2 separate regions of the Rattus norvegicus genome follow, and region 2 is linked to region 1. Evidence: chromatin contacts called from public Hi-C data. All regions are on one chromosome and are shown on one strand. The core of a region is the stretch at or near the end of the contact, and the rest is flanking DNA. Distances in the headings are between cores, read along the strand shown. Region 1 has its middle 230 kb from the start of Nectin3. Region 2 holds the start of Nectin3 (nectin cell adhesion molecule 3).

Region 1 (5,198 bases), core at 1,881-4,380:
GCCTGTTGGACTTTGTTAGAAATATATAATTTTAGCTTCCTTGCCTCCAGCATTTTCCCCCTAAACCACAAATTGTCACAAATATCTGACTGGTAATTTTGCTTTCCTCTTTATTCATATCTATGCATACAAATGACCCATAAATGAATTTTAATATAAAGGGGCACATTGGATGAAGACAATCATCCAATATAAACATATTGATAAGAACATATTGATATAAACATATTGATATAAACATAAACCACTGATCATTCAACTCTTGCTCCTCTCCTGATATGTCTTGACCATAAGAACTAACGTTCAGGCAAATCTCATACAAAGTTAGCAATACTTTTTAAGAAGCTCCCAGATACCCTCAAGAGACATTAGAAGTAATCTGGAGTTTAGGATTCAGAAATGAAGCAAAACATAGCCATCTGGTATAAGGGTCCTAGTAAAAGGAGTAGATTTAATTGTCCAAAGCATTCTGAATTATATTAGAACTGTTCTAATTTGGCCAAGTAAGACTCAAAAATTCTCTGATTATCTCTATCTGACATAACAAAATCAAAGGTCAGAAGACCTGGTTTTAATCTGACTTCTACCAGGATCTGGCTTTAAAATCTTTTATTTTATTTATTAATTTATTTCACAATAATTCCTGGGATACAAACTCTGTTCCTTTTCATGTAATGACTGGCATCAGAGATGAGCAAAGTTAAATGTGCCCACTTTCATGAACTCTGTAATCCTAGAAGAAACAAATACTATCATAATATTTACAAATAAATACTGTAAATGAAAAGTAGCCAAGTGCAGATGCTAACCAGAGCCTAAGGATGTAACACTGAACCCAGGCGCTCTGAGATTTGCATAGTAAATCACCTTGAAGCTTCAAAATTATGAACAGCTGATCCTATACCAAATCACTGAAGCTGAAAAATAATAATATAAATAATAATAATAATAATAATAATAATAATAATAATAACAGTAGTAGTGGAAATAGTACTTATAACATTAACATTAGTTTATAATAATCCAAATAATACTATTTATGAAAATTTTTTCCACATCATTATTTAAAGCCTGTACCAAGGGTCATTGGTTTTAGATGATCTCAAAGGTCAGAAGGAGTTTAGTACGAAGCAGAGGGAGGTGTTTTCAAGTCAGAAGTATCACCTTTGCTATGCACCAGAGTGAGCTTTTCACATTTGAGAAATAAAACGGAGGCGGTAGGGAATGGGTTAGCTCAGGCACTGGGCTGAGGAGGGTCACTGGAGGAACTAAAGATAAGCAAAGTGAAAGAGAGTGACAACTGCACAGGGAGATGGATAATTTTTACAGTATTTCCAGAGTGAGCCCCGTGATGGCTGAATTGCATAAGGGGAAGCAGTATACAACACAGGGTGGAAACTCCTGCATTTGTGGTTTGAATTGCTGATGAAAGAATACATGTTTGCTGAGATGTTCAACACCAGAGACCAAGATGACAGGTTGACCTGTACCTGTAAATTCAAGGTTCCCATGAAACACCCAGGTGGAGGTGTCAAGTAGGCAGTTGGATAAATGAGTCTTAGGAAAAGGTCTAGAAATACTGCTGATCAACAGACTATGAAGCCATGTGGGATCTGATAAGATTAGAATAAGATTAGTCTAATCCCAGTTAGCTCTCGCCTCAATGTTATTACAATGAAGTAAAATGATGGGGCCCGACTAGCATGTCTCAAACTTCAGTATGCTTCAGAACCATTCCGGGACTCAGAACAGCATTCCTTGTCAGGCCCACCTCCCAAGGATTCTGAGGTTGCTAAAGAGACTTGGAGCCTGTGACTCTGCATTTTTAACAAGCTTCTCAAGTGACAGGATCGCTGCCCACAGGGGTTACATCTGAGAACTTCATGATCCGAGATCTCGCTTCCGTCTTTAATGATCTATGGTAACAGAACCATGCCATCTGTAAAAAGTCACAAAAAAAAAATCCTGTTCAAATGCCAAGTACAGATTTTTATTACTGTCAGATGAAAGGAGTTTAAGTAAAAGAGAGAGATGGCCATAGTAAAAGTTGAGAACGATTTTATGTCTTTATGATTTATTTATTTATTTATTCATTTATATGTCAGACAAATAGGACAATTGACAAAGATTTTCCAACTATCTTATTCATGCAATGTCTTTTTTCTCAAGATTAATCGTTTGCTCTCTCAAAGTAATGTGAGTCTGCTGTGCTGGTGGGGCTGCAGCTGCGTTAGAAGAACCTAATGAAATTCAGAGATTTTAGTTCTGAGAGCATCTTTTTTCTCCTGTCACAAAGGAAGCCTGGGATGTGACCGGGATGGAGGTGAGCAACACAGACCACACTATGATAGAGCAACGTGCTGTTCAGCACACACTCCTGTGGACTGGAAATCGACCCTATGAGAATTTCCTTCTGGCTTGTTCACTGTCATCTCAATCAGACATGATGCTACAGAAGTAAATAGCTCATTATTTAACAGAAACTAGAATACACAGAATTAGCTGTGTAAAAGCATGTATTTCCTTGGTACACTCTGCCAATGCTCGATCCCCAAAGTTGGGTTTCACATTTCTTTATCGAACGGCAAGGTAAATAAAGTCTTCAACTTCAGCTCACTTCTTTGGATGGTTTCGTAGATCAGCCAACCCGATGTGTCAAAAAGGAGATAGCTGAACAAACTTTTCAAACCAGATGAGAGGACTACAGTCGTTTAGCCAACTTTGAAAGCAGCCTCCTGGTATTATCAACTCAGATCCACAGTTTAATCCAAAGTCCAAATTTCCAAACAGGTTATGTTTGCATTCAAGGATAATATCAATAACCTGGTTGAGAGAAATGATGGATTCATTCTGTGGGGGGAAAAGATTAAGGCATTTCACAAACTTCCCAAAGTGAGTAGTTATATCTTGTTTTAGTTAGGATTGGCTCTTATATTTAAAGTGGCAACAATTAAAGTTCCAGGCTGCCATGAGATGAAAAAAATATTATTTTCCTTTTCTTCTTCCTCTTTACAAATACACATAAATTTTAACATTGCTTCTAACCCTAAATTTCAGAGTCCAGGGTCACCTAGTTGGTGAAATGGTTTGTTCAGTGATGATACATCCTTGCTGCCCTGGACACAGATTTAATTGACGTATGAACACACCTCCTAACCCCAGCTAATCAAAGGGCAACTGATCTTTACTGTCTAGTGTGGTTATAAAGCTACAAATAAGCACGTCTGGACAATGAAGATCTTGCATGGCAGCTATCCCAATATCATAAATCCTCTGCCGTTCATGAACACCAAGGGAAGGGCATAAAATCTTGGTGTGATTTAATGTGTTTTAATCCATTTGCTTCTCATGAGAGAGAAAAACAAATATTACTTTTTTATAGCTATTCAGTCTATTAATTTTGATTATGAAGTCTCCAGTCCCATAAAGGGGAATTTGGTGAAGGCTTCTAGTTATATAAGATTAAATGATAGACAAAGCTATTGAAACATATTAGATGAATGTTCTAAATCAGACTGTGGGTCTCAGTATAAGCACTCACATAAACACATATGGTAGATGCACATGGTAAAGAAATAGAAGGGATTTGTTTTTTAGATTTTTTGATAGACAGCTGAATTACTCAGATTATGGGACAAATATTAAAGGAAGATTAGAGATTTATTTAAAGTATAGATTTAGGGCCTGATGCAATAACTAAGTGAGGAAAGGCACCATGTCTGATGACTTGAGCTTGACTTTCAAAATCTACATGATTTGGAGACAGGAGAGCACTGACTTGTGCAAATTGTCTCTGACTTCCACATTCAGACTGTACATACATACATACATACATACATACATACATACACACACACACACCAGACAAATAAATAAATAAATGTAAAATTGATTTTAAAAGAAAATGTTAATGAAAGGTTCCCATTTCTTTCCCTACTCCCAATTTTTGTATACTACTATTCTTCAACAACTGTATTTTAAATTAAAAGAAACCTTTAGCTAAATTAATAATAAAACAACTTGAGTTTCAAGTTCCTCTAGCTTATATATTTTACACAAACTATGCTGTTTAATTACCTCAGAGAACTATGCAACACAGAGAAGAAGGCATTTCATTCTCATTTAGCAAGCAGACATATCAATTTACACAATTTACCCAATGGTCACAACAAATACATTCAGGGGTGTGTTTCTAGGCTAGATCATCCAATTATCCTATCACATTTTCTTAAAGAATATCTTCTCACATCACCATAAAGTAAAATTTATAAATGAGCATGTCAGCACCTACTTCGTGTCCATGCTGTGGAATACATTAGAGAACTAAGAACTAGCCTATGACCTCATAATGCAAGAATACATCCAGAAAACAAAAATTTTACAGGTTATATGAGGCTTTATGCAATTACCTAAGAAATTATGTGACCTGAATCACTATAGGAATTCTGAAGAAAGACCATGAGCCCTAAAGAGAAGCAGCCCAGAATCCCTAAATGGGGGTCTTTGAGCTGCCCTCCCCATCATGCCTTTCCTTCTGTAAGAGACTAGGCTTTCAGTATAAAGGCACAACACCAACAAACACTTAGGGACAGATGCAGTGACAGAAGTGGGGGGGGGGGTTGAAAGTCATAAGACAGGGAGCCCATCTACCCACTCAATGCAGAATGTGCACTTGAGAAATTCACTACTCTATAGATACCTGTGAATTCATGTACCCTGGGGTCAGCATATCACAGTGGCAGCCATACTTCTAAATCATTAGAACAACCACTGATAAAATCAAATTTTCCCTTTAAGTTCAATTCCTTCCACCTCCATTTTCGTTCTTTTTTTTTTAAGACTTATTTTATTCATATGAGTACACTGTAGCTGTCTTCAGACACACCAGAAAAGAGAATCAGTTACCATTACAGATGGTTGTGAGCCACCATGTGGGTGCTGGGAATTGAACTCAGGACCTCAGGAAAAGCAGTCAGTGCTCTTAACCGCTGAGCCGCCTCTCCAGCCCCCACCTCCATTTTCTTATCTCTAAGGTTACTGATAAAATTATTGCGGAAAAGTTAAAACAGAAAATGCACTTTCTAATATGCATTTGTGTTGACTAGATTCACTCCAAAGCATGTCTTTGAAATCCAGACATCTATAACCTGAATAGAAAGGCATGCTACTGTAGAACTAGAGTTTTAAAAAGGTTACTC
Region 2 (5,198 bases), core at 1,379-3,878, 230 kb after region 1:
TATTATGAAATGGAAAATCTTTTTCTTTGGTCTGAGTAGAGTTTGGTGAGGACAATGTGCTCTCAGACTAGAGATTTGGAAAGCAGAAAATCATTTCCTAAGTAAAGTTTTTAGTTAAAAAGAAATCTCGAGATCTCAATGGTGTCCACAGGAAGGCAAGAAGGAAATTCTGGCAGGCAAAAAAAAAAAAAAAACAAAAAAAACAAAAAAAAACCACTGGACGTGGGGGTGGGGGAATTGGGGAACTGGCAGACAGGGAGGGTTGGCAGAGCACTTAACCTCTGTGCCTAGGTTCCTGCAACTGTCAAGTAGGGATAATAGTAATTGCCACCCTCCCTGTGATATGAACGTGTGCTTTGACATCTCTGGCTGAAAGTGCCATATCAATACAAATTATTATTATTAGCACATAATGCGTGTATTCGCATAAAACACCAGCGCATTGCTTTTCATTCATTATATCACCTCTCTAAGCACGTTTTCTCCATGTCTTTGCTTCGTTTATAGGAGAGAATATAAGCATAGCAAGCTACTATCCACTGTTTCCATATAGAGAGGACTGTTTAAAAGCTCCGTATCACCCTTGTGAGATAGCCTCAACCTGTTAATTCCTTATAGCTTTTGCAGCAGATGGCACAGTAGCCCCCAAATTAAGCCTTTGGCACCTTTAAAAATGTTAGCTAAATTATTTTTCCTGGAATCTGGAACCGTCAGGGGAAGACTGGGGAAATGAAATTGGCTAACAATATTAAAATTTTGGTTAACATTTAACTGAATCGCAGCAACGTGTTAAAAGTGCTATCTAAACAGATAATTAGCTGGTAGTTGCAGCAGTGGGCTCTGTCTAAATTTAGCAGTGAAATTAGATTTAGGGAATGTGAAAATAGGGGAAGAAGTGTTCTCAAGGGAAGCAGTGGTGTCAGCACAGCTGAGGGATGTCACAATAGCTACATTTTGTCAATTATGAGCATCATCGGGGGGGATCTCCCCAGCAATGCAGGGCAAGGTTTATTCATAAGTGCATCTTGAGGATAGGTGGGAAGGCGATAGAAAGCAGTGACTGCAGGAAGACTGGGGCAGGCAGATGGAGGGAGAAAGAAGGAAGGGAGTGGAGGTAAGGAATAGAAGTAGCCCCAGTGCTGGGAGCAAGATAAAGAGAGCCTGGATAGAATGCTACGGAGGTGAGTAAAACATCATAAATCAGTGTTGAGACGAGGAGATCCTAGTAATTCAAAGTCTTGAGCACAGCGTTGTCTTGGGCACCAGGCAAGCTTAACTTTAGCTGCCACAGGCTTCTCTCTGGGTGGCTGATGGTATTCTTATTGGAGCACATCTATAGCTATCTGGTGGAGATGTTAGGACCAACATAAAATTAATGGTGTCCAGCCTTAGGAGAGTGTCCTCCGCTTCCACCTCCCCCGCAGATAGCCCAAACTGTTCATCCATCTCCTTCCCACTACAGTTACTGGGGCTTCAAGGTCAAGTCACTCTGGCTGTGCCGGGCGGGTATATGAGGAGGGCAGGGCAGACAAGCTTTTGGGGGTTGAGGGAGGGTTATGGTGAATCACAGGCGCTCCTCTTTTAAGGGTAAATGTCTAATACTTCCCGAGGTCACTTTTCGGAGACTAATTCAAAGAGAAACAAGCGAGAAAATAAAATTACACGTGCGAACATGCGAACGATCAAAGAGAAAACAAGACCACACTCGAAGCCCTCGCAGTGGGAGAAATCCATGGCCTCCTGTTGCCGGTCGCCTGGCGCAGAAAGTGGACAACCAGGCAAGGCAGCCCAAGAGAAGCAAAAGCTAAAGAGCAAACCTTCCGGGGCCCTTCCTGTCCTCAGGCAGATTCGCTGACCTCTCCAACAAGCATCCCTCCCAGAGAAAAAAAGGAAGGTTAAACGCCTGGGCCAACGCGCGGCCAGGACAGCGAGGCAGGATGCCCCTGGGGAGGAAGGAGGAGTGGAGATTCTCCTTTCAGTCCCCACGCCTGGGTGAGGAGGGAGAAGGCTGGTCCAGCCCCGCGGCATCCAGCTTCCCAAATTAAGCACCTCCCGCACGGACCAGCGGAGAGTGGGTTCCGCACCTTGCCTTCCCCGAACTCCCTCCTCCCCCGTTCCCGGTTGTTCCCCGTCCCGCTGGGGAACCGCCACACTCAGGAGGAGAGAAAGGCAGGACTGGGAGTCCCGCAGCCCTCCGCCTCAGAGCGCCTCGGTGTGCCCCGGCGGCCCCGGCCCCGCGAGGGGCGGAGTGGGCGAGACCATCTCAAGCGCTGGCGAGGGGAGAGACGAGGCGGGGCCGAGGGGCGGGGCCGCCTTTCCTGGTCCAGATTGCTTAGCCTCGGGAGAAGCCCGGTTTTCCAAGTGGATGAAGTTTTTTTTCTTTCTTTTTTTTTTTTTTTGAAGTGGGAGGAGCGTGTGGGGAGAGAGGGTGGGAGGAGACTCGGCGGGGTGTCTAGGCGTCCGGGCAGCCGGGCGGCGGGGAGGGCGGGCTCGTCCGGGTAGTGAGGGTCGGCGGCTCCCCCTCCCGCAGGGCGGGGTGGTGCGTTCCGAGTTCCCAGGAGTTCGCGGCGGGCGGGGACCGCGGGGAGGGGAGTGGCGGCGGCGGCGGCGGCGGGCGGCTCCCGCTTCAGCCTCGGCAGTGGCGTCGGCGACGGCGGAGTCGAGGCAGCCGCGAGCGCTCGGCCGAGTGGCGGCGGGCGGCGACGGCGCAGGAGCCGGGGGTTGAGGACACGCGCGCTGGCCCTTCCGCGCCGCGGCCGCCGCCGCCGCCGCCACCCAGAGCCTGAGGCGCCGGGGCGCGGGCGAGCGGGTGGGCCGGGGCAAGGCGGGCATGGCGCGGACCCCGGGCCCGGCCCTGTTGTGTCCTGGAGGCGGCAAAGCACAACTTTCCTCGGCGTCTCCTCCCGCGGCCGGACTCCTGCTGCCGGCCCCGACGCCGCCGCCGCTGCTGCTGCTGCTCATTCCCCTGCTTCTCTTCTCCCGGCTCTGTGGTAGGTGAAGCGGGCGAGCGAGGGGCAGAGCGGGGCGGGCGCGGGCGGCGAGGCGAGGCGAGGCTAGGCAAGGCGGTTGTGCCGGGCGGTTGGCTGCGCGAGCGGCCACCGCGGACTTTGCCTGGAAACTTTTCGCCGCGCCCCGGGCGAGGCCCGGGAAGGGCAGGGAAAGCGAACAGGGCGCCGACCGCTGGCTTCCCGTCCCCGAGGCCGCGCGGGTCGTCGCGCTGGGCCCCCAGGGCTGGCGGTGGAGCTCGGTGCGCGGAGCCCCGCGTGCCCCGGGAACCGTTACTTCCGAGCTGATGCGCCGAAGCGGAGAGCGCGGACTTCTGGGCTGAGGTTAGGATGCCGGGATGTATGTTGCCGCCTCCTCCTTTCTCCCCGATGAAACTTGAGCTCCAAGTCCGGAAACCGTGTGGACACTAGCCCGGCGCGCTGAAGCCTTCGGGTCCACGCCTCTTGGCCTCCGGGAGAAGGCACCATCTTAAAAACCCACCCTGCGGTAGCATCCCTTCCAGCAGGATTTGTGCCCTGGCAACCTTTGGATCTTTGGGTTGATCCCAGCTGGAACCTGCACGCCTCCTTTCAGTTGTTGGACGTCCTTCACGCAGCCCCTGGTTATTTTAGAAGAAAACCTTGTTTCCAGGGACTCAACATTTACCTTTTGAATACATATTGCATCTACTGTCCCCTGGCTGTTGAAACAAGTAGCCTCAGGTTTCTCCCGTGTGCCTTTTGTATTCCAGGTTTAGGAGCTAATCTCTTTGTAAGTTCTCTTCCCGGAATCTGAGACTAGTTTAGAGACCCACTTCTTAAGGAAGATGAAAAAATTGATAAATTTGCTTTTCATGCCAGAGAAGTGGACGTGATAATCAGTGGACGGCACTGATTTGGTGAAGTAAAGCTACCATTCTTAGGAGATTGAATGTCCGGGTGATATCAGAATGCCGAGAGGTGTTGTTCATTTAAGGTTTGCCGACGGGAAATGGAGGAATAAAACTTAGGTTGTTCAGACACTGGTTCTCAGTGCATATGAAATCTTAAAGCTGTTGTTCTACCAGTATTTGTTCTAAGGGAGAGATGTGTACGGGGATTTCCTTAGTGCTATCATGCAGAGGAAAGAAAATCTGCTACTGGTAGGTGAGTCAGGGTAGTTGGTTCAGAGGGAGAGGAAATTATGTTGAGATTGAGTGCCACTTACAGACTGAGAATTTTAGTACATTTCCAGTGCTGTAAGGCAAGATTTTGATTTACACGGAGTGCTTTGTGATAAAGGACACGCTATCTAGTCCAGTTTGCGTATCCCCACTCCCCAGATGTTTGGTCCTGAGAACAGTTTTTTAGCCCTTTAAGTTGTTAACTCACTTTAAAGGTAATATTAAATTCTAGATTGAATTTGTATGTTGTTCATATGAGCCATTAAGGAGAATCGTGGATGGTGCTTAATTAGGATTTCAGATTCATGATAAGTGGAAGTGGGGGGTGGTGTAGATAGGCATTTTACTGTGGTGACTTAGTTTGTGGTAAGTACTGAAGGAGTGTTTGTAGGTCTAGAGGGCGTTTTGTCTAGACTAAACCCAACGGGAGACTGAAATGATGCAAAAGTTGTTAGAGGAAATAGTTTGCATTGGGAATTTCATCGTGGCTGTGTCAGTGAGTTGTTTATTACTTCTGGGAACAAACATTAGTTTTTCCATAGAAGAAAATACATTTTAAGGGGATCCTGTATAGTGTTCTCATAGAGAAGGATGATCAGTTATTTTAGAGCCCAGTAAACTAAGCAGTGTGGGGAAGCACACTGATTTAGTCTGTATAGGAGTTTTTAAGAGTCAACTCTACTTGGCTGTTGTAGGTACAGATAGTAGCCATGTTACTGCGTCCCACTCATTTAAAGGGCTGCCTTTTTGGGCTTGTGTTATAACACCCTAATTTGCAAGTGCTTATGACACTTTTTTTTAATCAGCCTCTATTTTAGAATGCAGTGTTTGAATAGGACACAGTTGTCTTGACTTAGTAAGTATAGAAACGATTTTCATGTGAGCTTTTTTTAAATTCCCCTTGCTAACGACCTGTTGATATATGAATGATAGTAATATTAACATCCCACAGTACTAACACGCTTTGACTCATGCCTACTGTTTGAATGACTCAGTTTGAATGATTGAATAGAGTTTTAGAGTAGGTTCGTAAACTTTAAAAAAGATGACC

The links. A called contact is a pair of places that touch in the nucleus more often than the background predicts.
Region 2: a Hi-C map of liver shows a contact between it and region 1, with 2.6 times the contacts expected there. The contact joins the promoter of Nectin3 here to the enhancer-like site in region 1. A contact is called at or near these places in 4 of 12 Hi-C or Micro-C datasets (hepatocytes, kidney and liver).

Annotation. Positions count from the first base shown.
Region 1 is chr11:67,592,246-67,597,443 of GRCr8, forward strand. No RefSeq gene overlaps it. Among named protein-coding and RNA genes, the nearest start is that of Nectin3, 230 kb to the right of the region's middle. Within about 2 kb of position 3,131, at least 2 of the 93 cell types and tissues checked have an H3K27ac peak or open chromatin away from gene starts, as enhancers often do. A contact at or near this core is called in hepatocytes and liver, where this site is marked.
Region 2 is chr11:67,824,316-67,829,513 of GRCr8, forward strand. It overlaps Nectin3 (nectin cell adhesion molecule 3), which reads left to right and starts at 2,629. Exons shown (of 6, transcript NM_001399228.1): 1 at 2,629-2,990. The coding sequence starts at 2,831.